2 separate regions of the Mus musculus genome follow, and region 2 is linked to region 1. Evidence: chromatin contacts called from public HiChIP or PLAC-seq data. All regions are on one chromosome and are shown on one strand. The core of a region is the stretch at or near the end of the contact, and the rest is flanking DNA. Distances in the headings are between cores, read along the strand shown.

Evidence for each region. HiChIP or PLAC-seq counts read pairs in DNA pulled down with a chosen protein or histone mark.
Region 2: a contact with region 1 is called in a FOXA1 HiChIP or PLAC-seq map of pancreatic cancer cells. The contact joins two enhancer-like sites. A contact is called at or near these places in 1 of 115 datasets of contacts at active chromatin or transcription factors (pancreatic cancer cells) and 1 of 9 other capture datasets (liver).

What each region holds. Positions count from the first base shown.
Region 1 is chr5:137,422,322-137,427,526 of GRCm38.p6, forward strand. It overlaps Zan (zonadhesin), which reads right to left. Exons shown (of 88, transcript NM_011741.2): 39 at 3,843-3,984; 40 at 3,236-3,453; 41 at 2,208-2,349; 42 at 1,595-1,812. Among named protein-coding and RNA genes, the nearest start is that of Zan, 52 kb to the right of the region's middle. Within about 2 kb of position 3,165, at least 42 of the 459 cell types and tissues checked have an H3K27ac peak or open chromatin away from gene starts, as enhancers often do. A contact at or near this core is called in pancreatic cancer cells, where this site is marked.
Region 2 is chr5:137,705,037-137,710,241 of GRCm38.p6, forward strand. No RefSeq gene overlaps it. Among named protein-coding and RNA genes, the nearest start is that of Gm15498, 17 kb to the left of the region's middle. Within about 2 kb of position 2,060, at least 148 of the 459 cell types and tissues checked have an H3K27ac peak or open chromatin away from gene starts, as enhancers often do. A contact at or near this core is called in pancreatic cancer cells, where this site is marked.

The DNA.
Region 1 (5,205 bases), core at 1,915-4,414:
GGGCCTGGCTCATTATAGAGAATCTGCTAGGATTCCCCAGTGAGGGTGGAGGAGGCTGTGGTTCTGTGACAGACCTCAGTCCTCAAGTTGAGTGCTACGTAATGTAACCTAGTCTCATATCCGCAGGAGGGGACAGGAGCATAGATCAGCAGAGGAACACTGGCCTAATATTTTCTAGGACTTCCTTTTGTTTTTGAGATGGGATTTCTCTGTGTAGTCCTGGTTGTCCTGGAATTCGCTGTGTAGACCAGCCTGGCCTCAACTCAGAGATCCACTTGCTTCTGCCTCCTGAGTGCTGGGATTAAAGGTGTGCGCCACTTTCTAACCTTTATCCATTCAGATAGCGGCATCCCAAGTAGAGAGAAGCAGGAGAGGAGGCTCGTTTTCTTTTCTTTTTTATTTTGTTTTTGTTTGTTTGTTTGTTTGTTTGTTTTGTTTTGAGACAGGATCTCACTTTGTAGTCCTGCCTGTCCTGGAACTCACTTTGTATACCTAGCTGGTCTCAAACTCACAGAGATCTACCTGTGTCTGTGTATCTGTGTTTCTGTCTGTGCCTGTGTCTGTGTCTTTGTATCTGTGCCTGTGTATTTGTATCTCTGTATCTGTGTATCTGTGTGTCTGTCTGTGTTTGTGTGTCTGTGTATTAGTGTGTCTGTGTATCTGTATCTGTGTCTGTGTGTCTCTGTCTGTGCCTGTGTCTGTATGTCTATGTGTCTATCTGTATCTGCGTGTCTGTGCCTGTGCCTGTGACTCTGCCTCTGCCTCCTGAGTGCTGGGCTTAAAGAAATGAGCCATCATATATAACAGTTGTGTAGCTTGGTCGTCATGTAGGATTCCTAACAGTAAGAGCAGGGGCTGTCTCTGCCTCTGTCACCTGTCTTTGGATCCTTTCCTCTCACTGGGCTGCTCACCTAGTCTCAATAGGTGAAGATGCACCTAGTCTACTGCAACTTGATATGCTGAGGCTGAGTAATACCTGTGGGAGGCCTCCCCTTTTTTGAAGAGAAAGGGAGAAGGAATGGATGGTGGGAGGGGAGGGGAGGGGAGGGGAGGGGGAAAGAACTGAGAGGGGAGGAGGGAGGGGAAATGAAGATATGGATGTAAAGGAAATAAACAAACGGACTTAAAAAAAGAAAAAAGGAATATGCTACCATGCTCAGTACAATACTAGTTTTTAGAACAAATGTGAGTGTGTACATGTATGCGCACGTGTGTATGTGAACACATGTTTGTATGTATGTATGCGTGCATGTGCATGTTTGTGTTTTCTCTGGCATGGTTATAAATAGGAGTGCATGTATCTGTAGAAGCCAGAGGAAAACCTCAGGTGTTGGTCCTCACTTTCTACAGCGCTCTCGCCCCTTTCCTGTTCTTCACTGCTGCCCACACAGGAGTATCTAGCCCTTAAGTTTCTGGGGGTTCTCCCGTCCCTGTTCCCCAAATCCCAATAGGAGCCTGTGGAATTAGAGGCAGACTGCCGTGGTTTACACGGGTTGTAGGAATTCAAACTCAGGGTCCCATACTTCCAGAGCAAATGTTTTCACACTGAGCCATTTCCCAGCCCCCACCAACCCCACTCTCCACGCCCACTCACCGGGATGAGAACACCCTGAGCATCTTTGCAGCCACACTCAATTCTGAGCACACACTTGTCGTTACTCAGCACATAGTCAGGTTCACAAACGCAGCCCTCCTTGCAGGTGGAGGGGGCTTCGGGGCTGGTGCCTCTACAGAGGCCATCTGGGTCAGAGCAGGAAGGCAGGCAGGAGGGAAGGCAGTGGGTGTAGAGGCTGTGGTCCGGGCACTGCAGAGCTATAGGGGAAAGAGAGAGTGGGGTAAGTGGAGAGGCCCAGAGGGGGCTTAAAGAAGCACACGCTATAGAAACAGGAGAAGCTAGAATGTTCAAGAAAACTTGAAGGTAGGTTTTTGGGTCCCCCCCCCAAAATATTTACTGACCACAGGCTGTGTGCCAATCCCCTAGGAAAGGAAGTAATGAGAATGGGTCTTCTGAGTTATTATGGGGTGGTAACCATGAGGAAACCAAGTCTAAGAAAGTACCCAGCCCAAAAATTGGTCCCCCGAATCTCTCCTCACTGTGTTACCTCCTACCCCTGACCTCTCAGGCCCAGGGGACTAAGCTCCCTCTGGCCGTGCCCCTAATTTTTCCAGTCATGAACAGCCCCCCACCGTTCCTGTGGTCCTCTTACTGATTTCAGTGCAGTTACTGGTGTCATCCTTGATGTCCTTGCAGTAGGTCCCTGAGGGACACTGGAAGTCCCTGCAGTGGATGGTCCCTGTCACACAGGCACAGGTTTGTGTGCAGCCTTTGTTGATCCAGATCTTGTCTGCCTACAAAAGCCACGGGAGTTAAAAAATGGAACAGGAGCAGGAAGTCTGGTTAGAGGGCCACAGCCTCATCTCTCTGAAGTGCTGACCTTTGCCCTTCATATCTGCACGTTTCACATCTAGTCAGTCAACCAATTATTGATGGAAAATTGGAGGTGGTGGGGGTGAGACCTGTGTGATTGGTAGAGCACCTGCCTAGAAGCTCCCATCAAAACCCTTACAGAGCAACTCCGTGGTATCCATCTTCCCTTGGTGGTTTGGGGGCACAGGGCAGTTCACATAGCTTCTGACGACAGATGATTTGCCTGTGGAGGCTCAGCTACAGAGCACTCAGCTAGTATGTTCCAGAACCTGATCAACCCTCACACTCCAGAGGCAGTCATGAAGCCATGCATACAGACAGGCGCATCCCATGTGCACAAGGCAGAAGGGAAGAAAGTTGCCCTCATGGCACTTTTCAAAATGATCTTTGTGTGCGAGTAGGTGCATTTATGTGTGTGAAACTACAGCACATGTATGTGTAGAAGTCAGAGGATGGTCCAAACCCTCAATTGCATATTGACACAGTGCTCTCTCTCTCTCTCTCCCTCTCCCCCTCCCTCCCTCTCTCCCTCTCCCCTTCTCCTCCCCCCTCCCACCCTTTTGGCTGTTGGCCTTCTCCACTGAGCACACAGCACAAGCTAGCCCTCAAGTTTCTAGGGATTCTCCTGTTTCTGCCTCCCATCTCCCAGTAGGAGCGCTGGATTACAGGCACAGGCCACCCAGCCAGTTCACATGCATTGCAAAAATTCAAACGTAGGTCCTCATTCTTTTGGTGCATATACCTCACCCACTGAGTCATCACCCCAGCACCCCCCCATTCCCCATCCCACTCTCCACACCCACTCACAGGGATGAGGACACCCTGGGCATCTTTGCAGCCACACTCAATTCTGGGCACACACTTGTTGTTAAGCACCACATAGTCAGGTTCACAGACACAGCCCTCCTGGCAGGCGGAGGGGGCTTTGGTGGTGGAGCCCCCACAGTGGCCTTCTGGGTCCGAGCAGGAAGGCTGACAGGGTGGAAGGCAGTTGGTGAAGCTGCTGTGGGCGGGGCACTGCAGAGCTGTGGGTTAGAGGGAAAGCTGGGTTAGTGGAAAAGATTAGAGGGGCTCAGGAAACAGTAGCTATGGAAACCAGGTGTGGCTGAAGGCCAACAGAGCTTTTGAGTTTTTTTTTTTTCTCCCTTGTATTATTCATTCAGTAAACATTTACTGAGCATGCGATGCATGCTAAGCTCCAAGGAATGAAGTAATAAAATGGGTCTCCCTGTTCGTCATGGGATACTAACCGTGGAGAAACAAATGCTGAGAAAGGACCCAGTGAGTTATGGGTCAGAATCTCTCCCCTCTATCACTGACCTCCAAGGCCTGGGGAGCTAACCTTCTCATCCTGCCTCCGAGCCCTTTAGTCACGAGCATTCCCGCTCCGTCTTCCCCCAGGTGGCTCCCTTACTGATATTGGCACAGTTGCTGGTGCCATCCTCAATGTCCTGGCAGTAAGTCCCCGAGGGACACTGGAAATTCTGGCATCGAATGACCCCTTCCATGCAGTCACAGCTCTGGGAACAGCCTCTGGAAGTCCAGCTCTTGCCTGCCTGAAGAAGCCACGGGGAAAACAAAGAAAATGAGGAAGAACAGGCTGGTTCAATTGATACAGACACGCCCACGGTCTGAAGGGCTTCGATCTGCCCTCCCTATTTGTAGATTCAGCATCTAGTGTGTCAATCACCCGCAGCGGGGGGAACAAGAAACCTCTACATCTTATCAGGATGTGGTGGCACGATGCCTTCAGTCCAGGCACTCAGGAAGCAGAAGCAGGCGGATCTCTGTAAGTTCTAGGTCAGCCAGAGCTACACAGTGGGATCCTTTCTCAAAAGAACTAAAGCAAGCAAACGACTACATGCTGCACCAGAGGCTGTGGGTAGAGTGCTTGCCTGGAATCCTCCTGTGGGAGTGCCTCCCTAGTGAAGGGAATGACTGGCTGTTAAAGCTGAGGCCTAGAATCTTCCAATGGAAGCCTGGTATGTAACTCAGCCATAGAACACCAGAGTAGGACCCAACTGATAGGCAGAGTGGGAGGTGAGGGTAGGGCAGGTACTAGAGTAAAAGACCTGTCTAGAATCCCCCAGTAAAGGGCATGGGGTGCAGCTCACAGACAGCCTACCTATCCTATGGCAGGCCCTGACCAACCAAGAAATGACATCCTGGTTGGAGAGAAGCAGAGGAAACTAGAAAGTGGCCACCAAACCCATTTAAAAAATACATACATACATACATACATACATACATACATACATACATACATAATACATACATACATAATACATACTTGCATGCATGCATGCATACACACATACACACATACATACATACATACATACATATATACATACATGCGCTGCTCTCCACAAGACTAGTTAGTTCCCACCTCCTGGAGACCCACCAGTATTCAACTACCAGGAGCACTGTGAGTTCAGAGCCACTATAATAGCTTTTGTGGGCTGTGGTAATTTGAACCCAGGTCCTCATAGTTGCACTATGATTGGTGGCCATTCTTGGTTGTCAACTTGATTACATCCGGAATGAACTAAAACCCAAATGACTGGGCACACCTATGAGTGATTTCCTTTCTTAATCGAATCATTTGAAGATGGAAGACCCACTTCCAATCTGGATCTTTGAGGCGAGAAGATTCACCTTTAATATGGACCGCACCTTGTGCTGGCAGCTTATATGAGGGACATGGAAGGAGGAAGCTTTCTCTCTGTGTGAGTGCCCCTCTAGCAAGTCCATTCCTTCACTGGCATTAAAGCCTA
Region 2 (5,205 bases), core at 810-3,309, 280 kb after region 1:
AATTTGTCTTAGAATTAGAGACTCGGGGGCTGGAGAAATGGTTCAATGGTTAAGACTGCTCTTCCAGAGGTCCTGAGTTCAATTCCCAACAACCATATAGTGGATTATAACCATCTATAATGGGATCTGATGTCCTCTTCTGGTGTGTCTGAAATCAGCTACAGTATGCTCATATAAATAAAATAAACAAAATCTTAAAAAAAGAAAAAAAAGAATTAGGGCTCAATTCAACAGTGTGTAAATGCAACTGACAGTTAGTGTGCATTCTCAGAGGTTAGGTCATAAAGGAAGTGGTTCTAGGCACTGGAGAGTTCCTCTCACTCTTGCTGTGCCTGCCGAGTGTTTGAGTGTCTGAGTGTCTCGGTTTCTTTTCTTGGTGCTGTGACGGGGCACTCTAACAAGGGCACCTCAGGGTTAATGCGGGCTATAGTTTGCGGTACATCCATTGCTGCTGGGAGCCAAGGCAGCAGAAGCTTGGGGCAGCTGGGCTCAATACAGCCCCAGTTAGGAGGAAGGCAGCTGGGCTCAATACAGCCCCAGTTAGGAGGAAGGCAGCAAGGAGTACTGTGCTCAGCTCAACGGCTCCAATAAAAAATATTGCTTAATTACAGTTGTTTAGTGAGTTTACTTTGTATGCAGAGAGTGCCCAAGTGAAGGTCAGAGGACACTTGCAGGGGTCCACTCGCTCTTTTATTTTTGTTTTTCTCAAGACAGGGTTTCTCTGGGCAGCTCTGGCTGATCTGCAACTCGCTCTGTAGACCAGGCTGGCCTCGAGGTCACAGAGATCTCTGCCTCCCAAGTGATGGAATTAAAGACCTGCAGGTGGGATCAAAGACAGGTTCTTCCAACTCGGCGATAAGCACCTTTAGCCATTAAGCCAGTGGTCTTCCGGGTCCCATAGGAGATATGCTACATATTAGGTAGTTACGTTACTATTTGTAACATTAGCAAAATTACAGTGATGAAGTTTCAACAAAATAATTCTTTGGTTGTGTGTGTGTGTGGGGGGGGGTCACCACAGCAATGAGGGTCGCAGCACTAGGAAGGTTGGGAACCTCTCCCCGCTTTCTTCCTTTTATACAGTCCAAGATGCCTGCCCAAGGAAGGGTGATACCCACAATGGGAGGCCTTTTTTCAGCTCAATTAACTGAATGGAGATAATCCCCACGGACGTGCCCAGAGGCTAACCTTAGCTAGACAATTCCTCCCTGGTGTGAAGCCGATTGTCTCAGGGGTGAGTGTGGACCCCGTGAACATCACACTCGGCAAGCAAGAGGGTCTGGCACAGGCTGTCTCAAAAACCAAGGGGAAGGCGAAGGGTTCAGTAGGACCTACCCTTAACAGAGAACTCGGCGATTTTTTAGCAGCAGCAGCAGCAGCTGTGAGGTCTGGAGAGTGAGGGATCCAGAAAGAGTTGGAGGGGGACATGGCAGGTGGATACAATCGAAATCCATCATATTTATGTATGAAGTTACTGAAGAATACATACATAAAATAAATATGAGCTGGCAGTGGTGGCACCTGATGGGAGGCTGGAGAGATGGCTCAGCAGTCGTCAGGAGCACTTGCTGCTCTTGCAGAAGACCTGGGTTTGGAGCCCTGTGGCTGCACACAACTCCAGTTTCAGGGATCTGATGCTCTCTCCTGATCTCCCTGGGCACTGCACATACACGGCACACTTACATACGTGCCAACAAGCTTTTAAAATAAAAATAGATAAATAAGGTGGAAAGCTGTTAAGAAAGATGCCTATCATTGAACTCCAGCTTACACACACACACAAACACACACACAGGGATGGGGATAGATGGGTACTTCCACTACATTGTCTTGGATCATCCATTCTGGGGAAAGTCAGCTGCCACATCATTGGAACTTTTCAGACAGCCTGGGGAGAGGGCCACACAGGAGGAAGAGAGGCAGGCTGCCAACAATCCAGTCCTAACCTGCTTGCCAGGTGAGCGAGTGAGTCATCGCGGAACAGCCAGCATCAGTCAAGCTCACAGGTGACTTCAACTCTCTAGCCTCAGGACTTCCATCTGAGGCCCCAGACGCCACCTTGGAGCTGAGCCAAGTCAATCCCGTCATGCCCTGCGTTGCCAGCCCACAGAACCATGAGACAGTAAAGGAGAGCTGTCATTTTAAAACACTAAGCTTCAAGGTAATTTGTAGCGCAGCAAAGATAAGAGAAGCAATGAGAGCGGTACACTCAGCGCTGAAGGTACACAAAGAATAGGTACTTAGCTTAAGTACCCTCTCCCCCCTCTCTCTCCCTCTCTCTCTGTGTTGCTAGGAACTTTTGTATGCTAGGCAATGACTCTACTGCTTAGTCACATCCACGCCTCCAGCCCCTCACTGAGGGATTCTATAGTCAAAGCAGTGGGCACTTGGGGTGTTGGGGGAGGAAGTGGGAGGAAGGGGGAGGAAGGGGGAGGAAGGGGGAGGAAGGGGAGGAAGGGGGAGGAAGGGGGAGGAAGGGGGAGGAAAGGGGCGGTGCAGCACAGCAAAACAGAAGCCATCAGCAAGGGCCTAGGGGTGTGGCTCTGGGCTTGAACCTTGGCCTAGAATCTCCCGGTGAGGGGTTTGGAAATGTAGGTACTTGGTAACACACTTGCCTAGAGTCCCCCAGTGAGGGGCTGGGGGCGTGGCTCAGTGGTAGAGCCCCTGCCTAGAATCCCCCAGTGAGGGGCTGGGGGCGTGGCTCAGTGGTAGAGCCCCTGCCTAGAATCCCCCAGTGAGGGGCTGGGGGCGTGGCTCAGTGGTAGAGCCCCTGCCTAGAATCCCCCAGTGAGGGGCTGGAGGTGTGGCTCAGTGGTAGAGCCCCTGCCTAGAATCCCCCAGTGAGGGGCTGGGGGCGTGGCTTAGTGATAGAGTCCCTGCCTAGAATCCCCCAGGGAGGGGCTGGGGGGCGTGGCTTAGTGGTAGAGCCCCTGCCTAGAATCCCCTAGTGAGGGGTTGGGGGCATGGCTCAATGGTGAAGCCCCTTGCCTAACATGCACAAATCCATGAGTTCCGTCCTCAACATGGAAGGGTATGAGAAACAGTCTCCTACCGAGAACGAGGTGCGAAACAAGGTGACTAAGTTCCTACCAATGCCCAAGGATGGTCGGTCTTCTGGAGAGGTTAAACGAAGCTGACTCCACCCCAGAGAACATAAGGCAGCTAAGGCCAAGGGGATTTACCATAGCGAGGGAGACCTTCAGTAGTCCTCTCCTTGAACCAACCCACTGACTTTAAATTCTAGGAGCCAGGATTCCCACATCATCTTCCTCCACGCCCCATCTGTGATTGATGGTGTCCTCTCTGGAAGAAGTACCTGCTGCAAGGGTATTGATAGATAAACAGAGAACTGAAGGTCAAATCAGCTTTTGGATGATTTGTTTCCCCCCAAATCAGACAGGAACCAAAACAACAAAGACAAATGTGAGTTGGAGGAAGCAGGAGCGAAACCAGACGAAACTCTTTTGAAACAGTAACATTGTTGCTTGCTGGATTAGGTAAGAATAGATTCTTGCTCCCTGAAGCCAGAATCAAGAACTTCGGGAAGATTAGCAGTGATGAAAGAGTCAAGGGGCCAAGCAATGGCTCGGTGGGTAAGGATGCTTGCTGCACACGCATGAGCTGATTCTGCATCACCAGGATCCATGTCAAAACCAGGTGAGTGAGCCTACGACTTCCTCCTCGTGAGGGACAGACAGGAGAACTGCGGGGGGGGGGGGGGGGGGGGCTTCTGGCAGCCAGCTGAGCTGTAGGCTCTGTGAGAGACCCTGGCTCAAGGGCTAGGAAATAAAGATGAAAAGAAAGTCTCTTAAACAGTAGAACAGAGCTGGGTGTGGTCGAGTACGATTTTTAAATCCAGCACTCATGAGGCAGTGGCAAATGGGTCTCTGTGAGTTCAAGGCCACCCTGTGCTACATAGTGAATTCCAGGACAGCCAGGGCTGAGTTTTGAGATAGGTCTTTTCTTCTTTTTTCCTTTTTCCTTTTTCCTTTTTCCTTTCCCCTTTCCTTTCCTTTCCTTTCTCTCTCTCTCTCTCTCTCTCTCTCTCTCTCTCTCTCTCTCTCTCTCTCTCTCTCTCTCTTTCTTTTTCCGAGACAGGGTTTCTCTGTGTAGCCTTGGCTGTCCTGGAACTCACTCTGTAAACCAGGCTGGCCTCGAACTCAGAAATCTGTCTGCCTCTGCCTCCTGAATGCTGGGATTAAAGGCGTGCGCCACCACACCTGGCCTCTTTTTTTTTTTTTTTTTTTAAGTTTTAATTCACTAGCAAGACACTGGAGCACCTAAGTTTGAGCCTACATCAGCTATAGAATGAGCCCCAAATTGTCCTGAGTTATAAAATGAGAATGTCTCAAAAAATAAAATAAACAAATGAATAAATAGAACATTTATGTTGCACATCTGTAACCCAAAAATGTAGGCATTGAGAACAAGGGGACCAGGAGTTTAAAGTCATGTTTGAGTATGTAATGAATTCCAGGCTAGCCTAGACTACAGGAGACTGTTTAAAACAATCCAAAAGAAAGAGCGAAAAGAAAACCAGGAAGTGGGGCTCTAGGGCCATGCTCAGTGGGCAGAACACATGTCTAGACTATGTGGTTCTGTGGGTCCAATCCCCAGAAGAACAAGCCGGGCTTAGAGATGCTCTTCTGTAATTCTCCTACGAGGGAGGAGGAGGAGGAGGCAGGAGGAAAAGGAACTAACGGTTATTCCTGACTGTATAGCAGTTTCAAAACAATCCTGGGCTACATGTGACCTGATCCCAAAACTAAATACAACAAAAACTTCATAAAGATAAAACTATAAGGTGAAAAATTATCAGAGACATAACTGTAGAAGATGGGCGGCCTAGAATAGCCAATGTTTCTGGATGAAGAGGACACACGTGCGCGCGCGCACACACACACACACACACTACAATGGGTCATAATGAAACCATATAACAATAAAACATGGAACATAGGTGCCATGACACCAGTGTGCCCAGTGACACACACAAGTCTCCCGACATACAAGCAAATAAATAAATAAATAAATAAATAAATAAATAAAATATTTTTAAAACTTTATTTTTTATTATGTATGTGTGGGTATGTATGGGCATGTACATATGTGCATATGTACATGTGTGTATGTATGACTATGCACATGTGAGCGTGTCAGATCCTCCTGGAGTAGAATTATAGATGCCATGTGGGTGCTGGGAAA